Regions from separate parts of the Zea mays genome. Here region 2 is linked to region 1. Evidence: chromatin contacts called from public Hi-C data. All regions are on one chromosome and are shown on one strand. The core of a region is the stretch at or near the end of the contact, and the rest is flanking DNA. Distances in the headings are between cores, read along the strand shown.

Region 1 (5,441 bases), core at 2,663-5,162:
TCTCAAAGGGCTTTGTTGAGGCCAAGGCTGACACCTCCATGTTCGTCTTTCACCATGGCATGATACTGCCTACCTCCTCTACGTCAACGACATCGTCCTCACGGCCTCCTCCCTCGACCTCCTGCGGCACATCATCACCTCTCTTCAGCAGGAATTCTCCATGAAGGACCTGGGTAAGTTGGACCACATCCTGGGGATCACTGTTGAGCGTCAGCCCCAGGGCCTGTTCCTCCACCAGTGCCAGTACACTGTTGACATCCTCAAGCGAGCTGGCATGGCTGATTGTAATCCCTGCTCGACTCTGGTGGACACTCAGGGCAAGGTCTCCACCGACGCCCGCTCTCCGGTGGCTGATCCGACCAGTTATCAGAGTCTTGTCGGAGCATTGCAGTACCTTGTCTTCACCCATCTCGACATCGTCTATGCTGTCCAGCAGGTGTGCCTTCATATGCACGCCCGCAGGAGCCGCATCTCACCGCTACGAAGCGGATCCTTCGGTACCTCCAAGGCACCACCGACTTCGGCCTTCTTCTTCGCCGACCTACGACCACTGACCTCGTCGTCTACACCGACGCCGATTGGGGTGGTTGTCCCAATACTCGTCGGTCCACTTCCTGTTTCGTCGTTTTCCTTGGCGACAACCTCGTCTCCTGGTCTTCGAAGCGGTAGCCCATCGTCTCCCGCTCCAGCGCCGAGGCCGAGTATCGCGCAGTGGCTAGCGCCGTCGCCGAGGCGGCGTGGCTTTGTCAGCTGCTCTAGGAGCTACACAGTCCGCTGACGCGGAGCACCCTTGTCTATTGTGACAACGTCAGCGCCATGTACCTCTCCACCAACCTCGTCCAGCATCAGCACACGAAACATCTCGTGCTGGACCTCCACTTCGTTCGCGAGTGGATTGCTGTTGGAGACGTGCGGGTTTTTCACGTCCCGACCACTTCTCAATTTGCCGACATCTTCACCAAGGGCCTCCCTACGTCGGTGTTTGAGGAGTTTCGGTCCAGTCTCAACATCTCCCGTGGCTAGAGTTTCGATTGCGGGGGGTGTTAGTATCTGTGTATTCCTTGTAATGGGCTCTTGTGTAACGGGCTTAGGTCCATTGACTCTATCATAAATACAACACCCAAGTGGTTGATGTTGCTTTTACCATGACTTGGTGTGGCCGTATGCAAGCATATATACAACTCATGAAGGTAATCACAGACCTGGGACTGAAATTTACGTTCGGCAGGTAAAGCGTGTGTCCTACTTTTTGTTTGGAAACGAAATCAAGTACTGATTTAAGTTAGGGTATCACCTAGGCGATAAGGCACATCCAAATCACCATATGAGTATATGACGCTTTGCTGCCTTAAGAGCCGTGATTTGGGTGTTTCGTGATGAACTGTCCGATAATAAATAAGCTAAGTAAAAACGCACAGCTGGATCCTTTTCTTTATTTCTTTTTTGCATAAATGTGAAAAATAATTGTTCTCTTGATTTCCTGGTAGGTGTTTAAGTGTGTAAATCTGTGACGATGTGTTTTCTGATTCATACTTTCTAGTGCAAAACTCGAACTACTGTCCACTGTATGACAAATCTGGTGATTTACATTACAGAAGTGTATGCTGACCCTACTCACTCATCGTATGACGCTCTTGAATTTGCATTCGGGTTGTTCTCCACCTTTACGCCCGCGGTAACCCTTATACTGGACATAAATTTTGCATGCTGTGTAGTTTATGTTCCCCAACCCCAACGTATACATAAACGGTTCTTTCCATCATTTCATAGGCTGGCCTCAAGATAATACAGTTGTACAGGGAAGGATACAGGCAGGACTGGGAATTGTCATTCGAGAAGAACACCAGGACAAAAGGCGGATGGTATGTTTGCCTTCTGGCTTCGCCTTTTTGCTGTTGTAAACCCGAAATTCGAGTTGGCTGTTAGAGTTTTTGCAATTGTCTTTATAGCATTGATACATTGCATTTTCTCTAGGTATCAAGGGGGGTTAATTGTTGCAGGTCCAGGTATCGATAACATCCTGTACATCCACAAGGTCAGTGCCCCTTTTACGAAAACTTTGTACCGCTTGTTCTGATTATAAAGTACGTATATATAATCAATAGGGGCAAACCCCTTCTGTTCTCCCCATGAAAAAAGAATACTATCATACTATGACACTGTCACACTGAATGCAACTTCTCTTTTCTGGTATCTCTTTTAACAGGACAAAGAAGCCGGAGATGATCCTGACATGCAGGATGTGTTGAGAGCTTGCTGTTCCTAGAAAATCAGTGTGCCCCACGACCACACAGTCACTCTATATCTCGTTGTAAAAGTCAGGTTGTAATCAGCCCTCAATCTTCAGCGATCCTGTTCAGGATGCATGGGCTCTCTTTTTTCGTAACATACGACGCACGGGGAACCTTACGTTTATGTTTTGGTAGCAAGGGGGAAAGGATTGTAAGGGCTAGAATCCCCTTGCTATTTAATTCTGAGTAACAAGAGGATTTTAGCCCCTCAAATTCCTTTTATTTTTCTTGCTCCCAAACAAGCTCGTGCGTGTACATAACATATGTATGGTTCTGTATAGAAATCGATGAAGTTCTGAGTATCTGCTAGGAATAATATATAGGACGTACGAGACTCGTTGTTGTTGATGTTCTGCGAGACTCGTTGATGTTCTGTGTGTGTATACATGAGCATGTAGCCCGAGGCTCTTTTTTTTGCCCGACTGGGTTCGTGCCTGGGCCGGACCGCCACAATAAACGAGGCCATGCTTGGGCTATCCATAGTGCTTGCTGCGCGACCCGGCCCGCCAGAAAACAGCAGGCACGGGGCCGCCTCGGTGTCGGGGTGCAGGGCATAAGGCACACACGACATCCCCCTTCCCCTCGTCTCATCCCAGTGTCCCACTCCCACACGGCTTCTCCTGCTCCTCTCCCCACTCGATTCGTTTGTTCGTGGTCTGCCCGTCGCGCCGTCTTTGCCTCGCTGTTGTTGTCGCCACCATCGAAATTTCATCACCGGCGACATCGGCGGGTCTCCTACACTCCTTTTGTGCGGCTTGCCCCTCTCTGGCTCTCCCTCGGTCCCTCCCTAATCCAGAAATCCCTAACCCAAATCTCGTCGTCGTCGGTTATCGGCTCGTCAAGCGTCGTTGTGCACTAGATCCTTGTCTCCGGCTTTGAGCTCCGGCTAGGCAGGTACGTCCCTCTTCGGCTCTCCCTCTCCAATCGGCAATCCCTAACCCTAATCTCCTCTTCGCTGCTTGCTTGTGGGCTTTGGTAGGTCATCGGCCGACTACGTCGTGGTCGTGCTAGTGCCGCCAAGGCCGTTGAGGTACGGAGCCGAGAAGGGGGGCTACGTCGTGAATTCTGATCTAATTTGATATCACCCTTTGGCTTGTAATAAATTTGAACATTTGAATTATAAACTGAGTTGGTCGTACTTTTTTCCTTTCTAGGGTTTCTCACGAGGTATGAGTTTTACCTATAAAGGTTTTTAACGAGACAACATTGCATTAACAACTCAAATTTTGTGTATATTTTGTTCAAATTGTGTTGGATGTTGAAATTGTGCATGTTTTTGTTCAAATTGTGTTTTCGTGCTAGCTCGACACTCTATTTGGCTAGGGCTTTTCGGGCTGGCTTGACCCGAAAAAATGGTTCAAAGGGATGTGCCCACGCATGATTGTGCATGCTTGGCCCGATAGACCCGTGGGCCTGGTCATGTCGTGCCTTGGCATGAGCCCAGGTCGTATCGTGCCGAGCATGACTAGTTTGCTCATCTATAGTTTTGTGTCATTGCGGCCTTGAGCCCATAAGCTATTCGGCCCATTAGCTTAGCCCAGCCGAGACGCCGCGCGCGGCACAGCCCTCCTCCGGTACTCGGTCAGTCGGTCCTCCACACTCCTCACCAGTCACCACCAGACCAAATCGCAGCCGCGCTCGAGCTAAGCCCCGCCGCCGACGCCGTCATCTGCGCCCCAGAACCCCGTATTTCCCTCCGCCGCCTTCCGATCTCTCGCTCCTCCCCATGTCGGAGAAAAAGCGCCGCGCCGGTGCGAGCGCGGCCGGCGCCGCATCCAGCTCCAAGAAGCCGCGTGCTTCCTCGGCCGCGTCGTACGCCGAGTCCCTCCGCTCGAAGCTCCGCCCCGACGCCTCCATCCTGGCCACCCTCCGCTCCCTCGCTTCTGCCTCCGCTTCCAAATCCAAGGCCGCCGCCAGGTCCCTCGCGGACCACGACCCGTGCGCGGACCCCGCCTCCTCGTACATCGTGGTGGCCGACCAGGACTCCACCTCCGTCACCTCCCGCATCAACCGCCTCGTCCTTGCCGCCGCGCGCAGCATCCTCTCCGGCCGGGGCTTCTCCTTCGCGGTGCCCTCGCGCGCCGCCTCCAACCAGGTCTACCTCCCGGACCTCGACCGCATCGTGCTCGTCCGCCGCGAGTCCGCGCGCCCCTTCGCCAACGTCGCCACCGCGCGCAAGGCCACCATCACGGCGCGAGTCCTCTCCCTCGTCCACGCCGTCCTCGGCAGGGGCATCCACGTCACCAAGCGTGACCTCTTCTACACCGACGTCAAGCTCTTCGGCGACCAGACCCAGTCTGACGCCGTCCTCGACGACGTCTCCTGCATGCTCGGATGCACCAGGTCCTCGCTCCACGTCGTCGCCTCCGAGAAGGGCGTCGTCGTCGGCCGCCTCGTCTTCGCCGACGACGGGGACCGGATCGACTGCACGCGCATGGGCGTCGGCGGCAAGGCCATTCCGCCCAACGTCGACAGGGTCTCGGGCATCGAGAGCGACGCGCTCTTCATCCTCCTGGTGGAGAAGGACGCTGCATTCATGCGACTCGCCGAGGACAGGTTCTACAACCGCTTCCCCTGCATCATTCTGACGGCCAAGGGGCAGCCAGATGTCGCCACCCGGCTGTTCCTGCGGAGGCTCAAGGTTGAGCTGAAGCTGCCAGTGCTCGCGCTGGTGGATTCCGATCCATACGGGCTCAAGATCTTGTCGGTGTACATGTGTGGTTCCAAGAACATGTCGTATGACAGTGCCAATCTGACGACGCCGGACATCAAGTGGCTCGGTGTCCGGCCGAGCGACCTGGACAAGTACAGAGTGCCGGAGCAGTGCCGTCTCCCCATGACCGATCACGATATCAAGGTGGGGAAAGAGCTGCTCGAGGAGGACTTCGTGAAGCAGAATGAGGGCTGGGTGAAGGAGCTGGAGACGATGCTTCGCACCAAGCAAAAGGCTGAGATACAGGCCCTCAGTTCCTTCGGGTTCCAGTACCTCACTGAGGTCTACCTGCCTCTTAAGTTGCAGGAGCAGGATTGGATTTGAGAACTCTCCAATGCTAGGTACGAGATCTTTGGTCTTGTTCGCGTCACTTTGTTCATTGCTGCCCACGCTCGGCTTGATATGGTTATTAGTGCATTTCACCAAGTACACAGCAC
Region 2 (5,539 bases), core at 1,063-3,562, 270 kb after region 1:
GTCTTCTTTGGTGACGATGATTGTCTTCAACGGGGTTTGATCTTATTGTCAAGACAGTGTAATAGTTGTGTGCTTTATAATAATAAAAGTTACTGAGCCTTTCATAAAAGGAAGTTGTTCTTGTGAGCTTCTCTGTTATCACCGGATCAAGCATTGGCATGATTGGCAACGAAGATGAAGAACTTATCAACGATTCCTTAAGAGCTAGATGTGTTTGATAGAGATGACTTTAATTACTATATAAAAATTTGTTGTCATGTTATCTTAATAAGAGGTTTTGACTCATATTTGTATTAGGAGGTTGCAATCCTTACTATATAAAGAAGAAGTTTCATCGTGCGTCGCCCCCTCCCACGTATAGCTAGCGTCGCCAACGTTTCTCATGTGACAGCGAAGAACACTCACCTCTAACCAGTGCAACTCATTTTGTTTTTTACAACGAAACCATATATCATATATAGAACTGTAGCGATGCACGAGCAACTAACTAGAATAAATATATGTTGGTTACTATTACATATTGGATTTGTTTTTTGAGCTATATAAATTAAAAACTAGTTAAATTACTATATATGCAATAAATTTTAAGTATAGAGGAGCTCTTAACTTACACGAGAGATGTGTTACTAAAGTTATGGATGAAAACAATTTCGTAGTTTTTCGGTATTCTGCAAACTAATTTTAGTTTTTTTATTGGATTCCCCGGTAACGATGTTGTTTAATAAAAAAATCGATTTACAAAATTTTCTATCGAAATCAACGTGATATTTTACCGACCATTTACTTCAGTTACCGATTTTTTATGGAAATTACAGGATTTGTGTCTCAGAATTTTCCAAAATTGTGTCTTAGAATTTTTCAGAAGGCAAGCAACTCGGGCACAGCCCATAGGCGGACCAACCAGGTCCTCCTCCTCCTAAAGGTGATTTGTCGCACCGCATGTACGTCTCTATAGCCGGATTACTTCTTTTTGTATTTTTTGGACGCGTTAAGAATTTTTAGGGATAGATGGTGGAGGCAGTTGGAATAGGTGATTTGGTATATCGAACGAATCCACCCTTTTTTATGTAGATGTTATGTATTAGTAATATACTACTATATAGTCTATGTTAACGCTACGATCTTAGGGAGGAGAGGGGTCGACGGCGGGGGCAACAACAGCGCGAGTGAGGGGAGGGGGATGGAGTCATGGAGAGGCTAGGGGCGCCAAGATTGTGAGAGAATGAGAAGGAGAGGGATGGTAGAGGATCCAAAGAATGTTGTTCACTAGATTTGAGCGTGTGAGACTATCTTCAGCAGCTTACCCATCTCATATCCATATTCAAACTCCACCCTATAAATAGTGTAGTCTAGAGTGTAAAACAATGTAAAACAGTGTTTTGGATGACCATATGGGGTAAACTGCTGGAAACAATCTAAGGGAGAGAGGGTTATCCAGCGATCTGAACCATTGGTTTTGATGATATGTGTTAAGTCTAGTGCAATTTGTTTGGTGAATTTAGTGGAGGTTATGAGTGCAAGGGTGATTTGGTTGGGTGGGGTTTTCAAAGTTTAAATTGGTGGTTTATATAGTGATATAGATAATGATAGAGAGCCGATAGCCTGCCTTTTTTAGACACTAGATTTTAGGGTTTTCCTCTGAGGATACGACATATAACTCTTTATTTGAGAAAAAATATTTTATGCGAAAATATGCCATGTCAGCTGGAGCGAGTGGATATTATGAATTGTGAAGTTTGTGAACTTACCAACTTATAAACTTTGAGTCTGTGAACTTGTGATCTCTATGAACCGAACTTGTTATACTATTAACTTGCGATCTTTGTGAATTTATTATATTATGAATTTGTGATCTTTGTGAATTTGTTATATTGCGAATGGAGAACTTGTGGTCTTTATGATCTTTGTAAACTTCTTTGTATTGTGAACTTGTTATACTGAGATATTTTCATATTGGTATCTTTTCCGATTGTATTTTAGATTTCGATTGTTACTGGTATATTTTTCGTACCGAACTTTCGTTTTCGATGTTTCCGAAATACCAATATTGTTTTCTGTAGTAATCATTTTCGATTTCATGTTCTATAAAAAAATATAAAAACGGTATTGGTACTGTTTAGACCGTGTCCATCAATTCATCCATATGATTATTTAAAATATTGTTTTATACTGTTTTGTACTGTAGACTGTATTATTCGTAGAGTAAAATTTAAATATAGATACGAGGATGTGTAAGCTAGTATACACCTCCATCATATGGTATAAATTAAACCACGACATCCTCAAGCAAGGGCGAGCCTGAATTTGTTGTGCTGGGCTAGACAGACCGGCTCATGTTGGCAAAATATTCTGGGCCGTATCATGTTGGCAAAAATATACTGACTCCGGTCCGCAACTCCGGATGTGTCGGCGACCAGGCAAAGCTCCGTGTCCTCTCGTCTCGTGTGACTGACGACCAGGTGGGAGGGCCATAAGGCCTTTAGCGCGGCGGCGGCAATGGCGCCCACGGCCTGCCTCCGGACCCCCTTCTTCCCCGCCCGTGCCCGATCCACCAACGCCACCCCGTTCTCGCCACACCGCCGCTTTTCTCTCAAATGCAGCGCCTCCAACGGTGACAACTCCAACCCCAACTCCATCTCCATCTCTCCCACCTCGCCGCCTCGGCTAACGGTGTCGGACGGCGTCGAGTCTGTGGACGTTAACGGGTTGCGTCGCCCGCCAGCGCCCGCCTCCGTCCCCGCCGCCCGCGATCCCCACTGGCTGCCTCGTAAGTCGCGCGGACGCGACGGTCCTTGCGTTTGCTAATCTCGGGTTTGATTAATCAAACGGTGCTAATCTGTGATCTGCGTGTTTTTTTTTTGGCTGTGTTTAGGTCCGCTCACAAGTGCGGACGTCATGGAGGTGGACGGGAAGGGGCTCAAGGTTGCTTACCAGGTAGGTGCTCGACGAAACGCGTCTCACGGGTGCTGTTTCAATTTCCTTAGGACTGTGCTTGTGTGTTTCAGATAATTTAAGGGAGTTTGGTTATGGTGTTAAACTTAGGGTTGTGCTGGAGCGTACAGCGAAGCAGCAGCAAAGAAGGCGTACCCGAATTGTGAGACTGTGCCCTGTGAGCACTTCGACACTGCATTTCAGGTAACAAAGGGTGTTGCCTGTTCAGCACATCCTAGTTACTTTACTTGACTCATGTTGCGATTTTGGTAGGATACCAGATTGCAAGTGGTTAAATGTTGTCTTACGAAACCTATTGAGAAGTACCAAGGCTGAATTGCAGTGGCGTACCTAGGATTTTAGTGACGGGTGGTCTAACTAGATTTTTTTGACTATATAAATGCAACACATCGGTTTCTAAATAAAAAAATTACCAAATACAATATAATCAAATAAAAAGGTCTTATAATCATCTAACATATTAAAAATAAAAGTATAACAATTATACCTTACATACTAATGATGATAGTTTAAGAAAAAATATAATTCTACTTTTTTTGTTGGACCTACACCTCTTAATAGCCATGAAAGTATTTATGATATCATCTTCACCCACTTATAAGAAAATATATCGTTCGACAAAAAATGACGAGACAATCATCAAAAGACTATCTCCATCTTATTTCTTAATTTATTCTTGACAAGTATTATTGCAGAAAATACTCTATCAACACGTGTTGTTGCGACGGGTACAAACAATACTCGTTTGACGGGGATAGTGACAACAGGCTAATTAGCTTTGTCGGTTGGAGCCTTTACAAACGTGAAACGTCAAGTCGTACTTGTACCTGCTGCCTGCTAGACTGCAGCTTGCCGCCAGGGTTGCTCACAGTTGCGTCACAGAGATGCCTACAGCCTATGGCCACGTCCGCTGCCCCGTCTGCAGTAAATTTGTTGAAGTGTCGCTCCATCCGATTGTCCCAATTGTAGACTTGTATGGACTTTGGTTGTACTGAGCGCATGGTGGTCCGTGGCCCACAAGGACCACCATGTAGCTCCGCCACTGCTGAATTGGACTGGCTCCATATTGCTTTTGTTTAACACACTAATTGGTAGAAATAATCATCACTAACACATAATATGCATTAAATGCTTCCCATGCTGTGTTAGAAAAAACAAGCTCTAGCCAGCAATGTTGTTCATACCATTTTTTGGGGGGGCTATTGCTCATACGAATTTATCGTGCTTGCGGAATGTAAAAAATGCCACATATCTGCTCTTGTGTAGTTGTGTTCTTTGAAAATTGAGATAGATGAGGCTAAATTTACTTATCATGTCAATTTCCTGAAATAGACTATAAGGGAAGCACATTTTTGTGACTTGGTAGCAGTAGGGTAATATTTTTTTCTAGCACAGGAGAGATTTGTACCATTGCACTAAAAGTAGGTTAACATGTAACATAATTTTTTTTCTTCTAAAACTATTTTTCAGAGAGGTATATGTGTTTTGTCTTAAAGATACACTTCTCTAGTTAGTGTATTGATGTGACTTTTGTTTTATCTCATGTTCTCCTTTGACAGGCTGTTCAAAACTGGGTAGCTGATAGGGCCGTACTGCCACTTGAGAATTCATTGGGAGGTAGCATACATAGGAATTATGATCTTTTGCTTCGGCATAGTTTGCACATTGTAGGAGAAGTTCGCCTTGCGGTTCGCCATTGCTTATTAGCCAATCCTGGCGTGAAGATTGAAAACCTGAAAAGTGCTATGAGTCATCCCCAGGTGAACTGCTTGGTTGATCTGTCTTTACTACTCTCATTACTGCTTGTTTTCATCGGAGGTAATCTTGCAACCATATCATTTATTTTAATTGATAGGCTCTTGCGCAATGTGAGCACACATTAACATCACTAGGAATTGAGCATAGAGAAGCTGTTGACGACACTGCTGGTGCAGCAAAGGTAGATTGAGGGGTTTTGTTCACCTAAAAATCACCTTTTAATTCAGATATCCCTTTTTTAGCAACTCTTTTTTTATTCTTTTATAGATTGTGATTTCAGTTACCCATTATGTTGAACTCTCTGTTTTTAATCATAGCAATAGCATTCTTTCCTAGATTGTTGCAGAACATATGCTCCAGGACACTGGTGCTATTGCTAGTTCGTTGGCGGCTAAACTGTATGGATTGGATGTTCTTGCTGAGAATATTCAGGTACAGCGAGTTCATGCTAAAATATTTAAATAAGATACACATTCTGATCTTTGTTCTGAAAATTAACCTGTCAATTTATTTAGGATGACAAAGATAATGTCACCCGTTTTATGATGCTAGCTCGAGAACCCATCATACCTCGCACTGATAAACCATTTAAGGTACCCATATTTGTGCAAGCTCTTTTCCATTATCACTGCTTATCCTCATTGTCACCACAGCTGATTTGTTGTATGACCATTTTTTAGACAAGCATAGTCTTTTCACTAGAAGAAGGACCTGGACAGCTCTTTAAGGCACTTGCTGTATTTGCACTGAGGGACATCAACCTCACAAAGGTCTACCAAACAACTTTGTCTTGTCAGTTCCATGCATTTTGTACAAATGATTCACTATC

What was found. A called contact is a pair of places that touch in the nucleus more often than the background predicts.
Region 2: a Hi-C map of root tip shows a contact between it and region 1, with 4 times the contacts expected there. The contact joins the promoter of LOC100281744 here to the promoter of LOC100273699 in region 1. A contact is called at or near these places in 5 of 25 Hi-C or Micro-C datasets (bundle sheath, ear, leaf and 2 more).

Annotation. Positions count from the first base shown.
Region 1 is chr1:43,345,103-43,350,543 of Zm-B73-REFERENCE-NAM-5.0, forward strand. LOC100273699 reads left to right here and starts at 3,913. Exons shown (of 2, transcript NM_001148111.1): 1 at 3,913-5,345. The coding sequence starts at 4,018. The coding sequence ends at 5,328. LOC100278941 reads left to right here. Exons shown (of 9, transcript NM_001367126.1): 6 at 1,596-1,675; 7 at 1,771-1,862; 8 at 1,975-2,035; 9 at 2,207-2,627. The coding sequence ends at 2,266.
Region 2 is chr1:43,620,300-43,625,838 of Zm-B73-REFERENCE-NAM-5.0, forward strand. It overlaps LOC100281744, which reads left to right and starts at 2,313. Exons shown (of 12, transcript NM_001351094.1): 1 at 2,313-2,767; 2 at 2,873-2,934; 3 at 3,043-3,135; 4 at 4,512-4,712; 5 at 4,808-4,891; 6 at 5,047-5,142; 7 at 5,226-5,303; 8 at 5,391-5,480. The coding sequence starts at 2,497.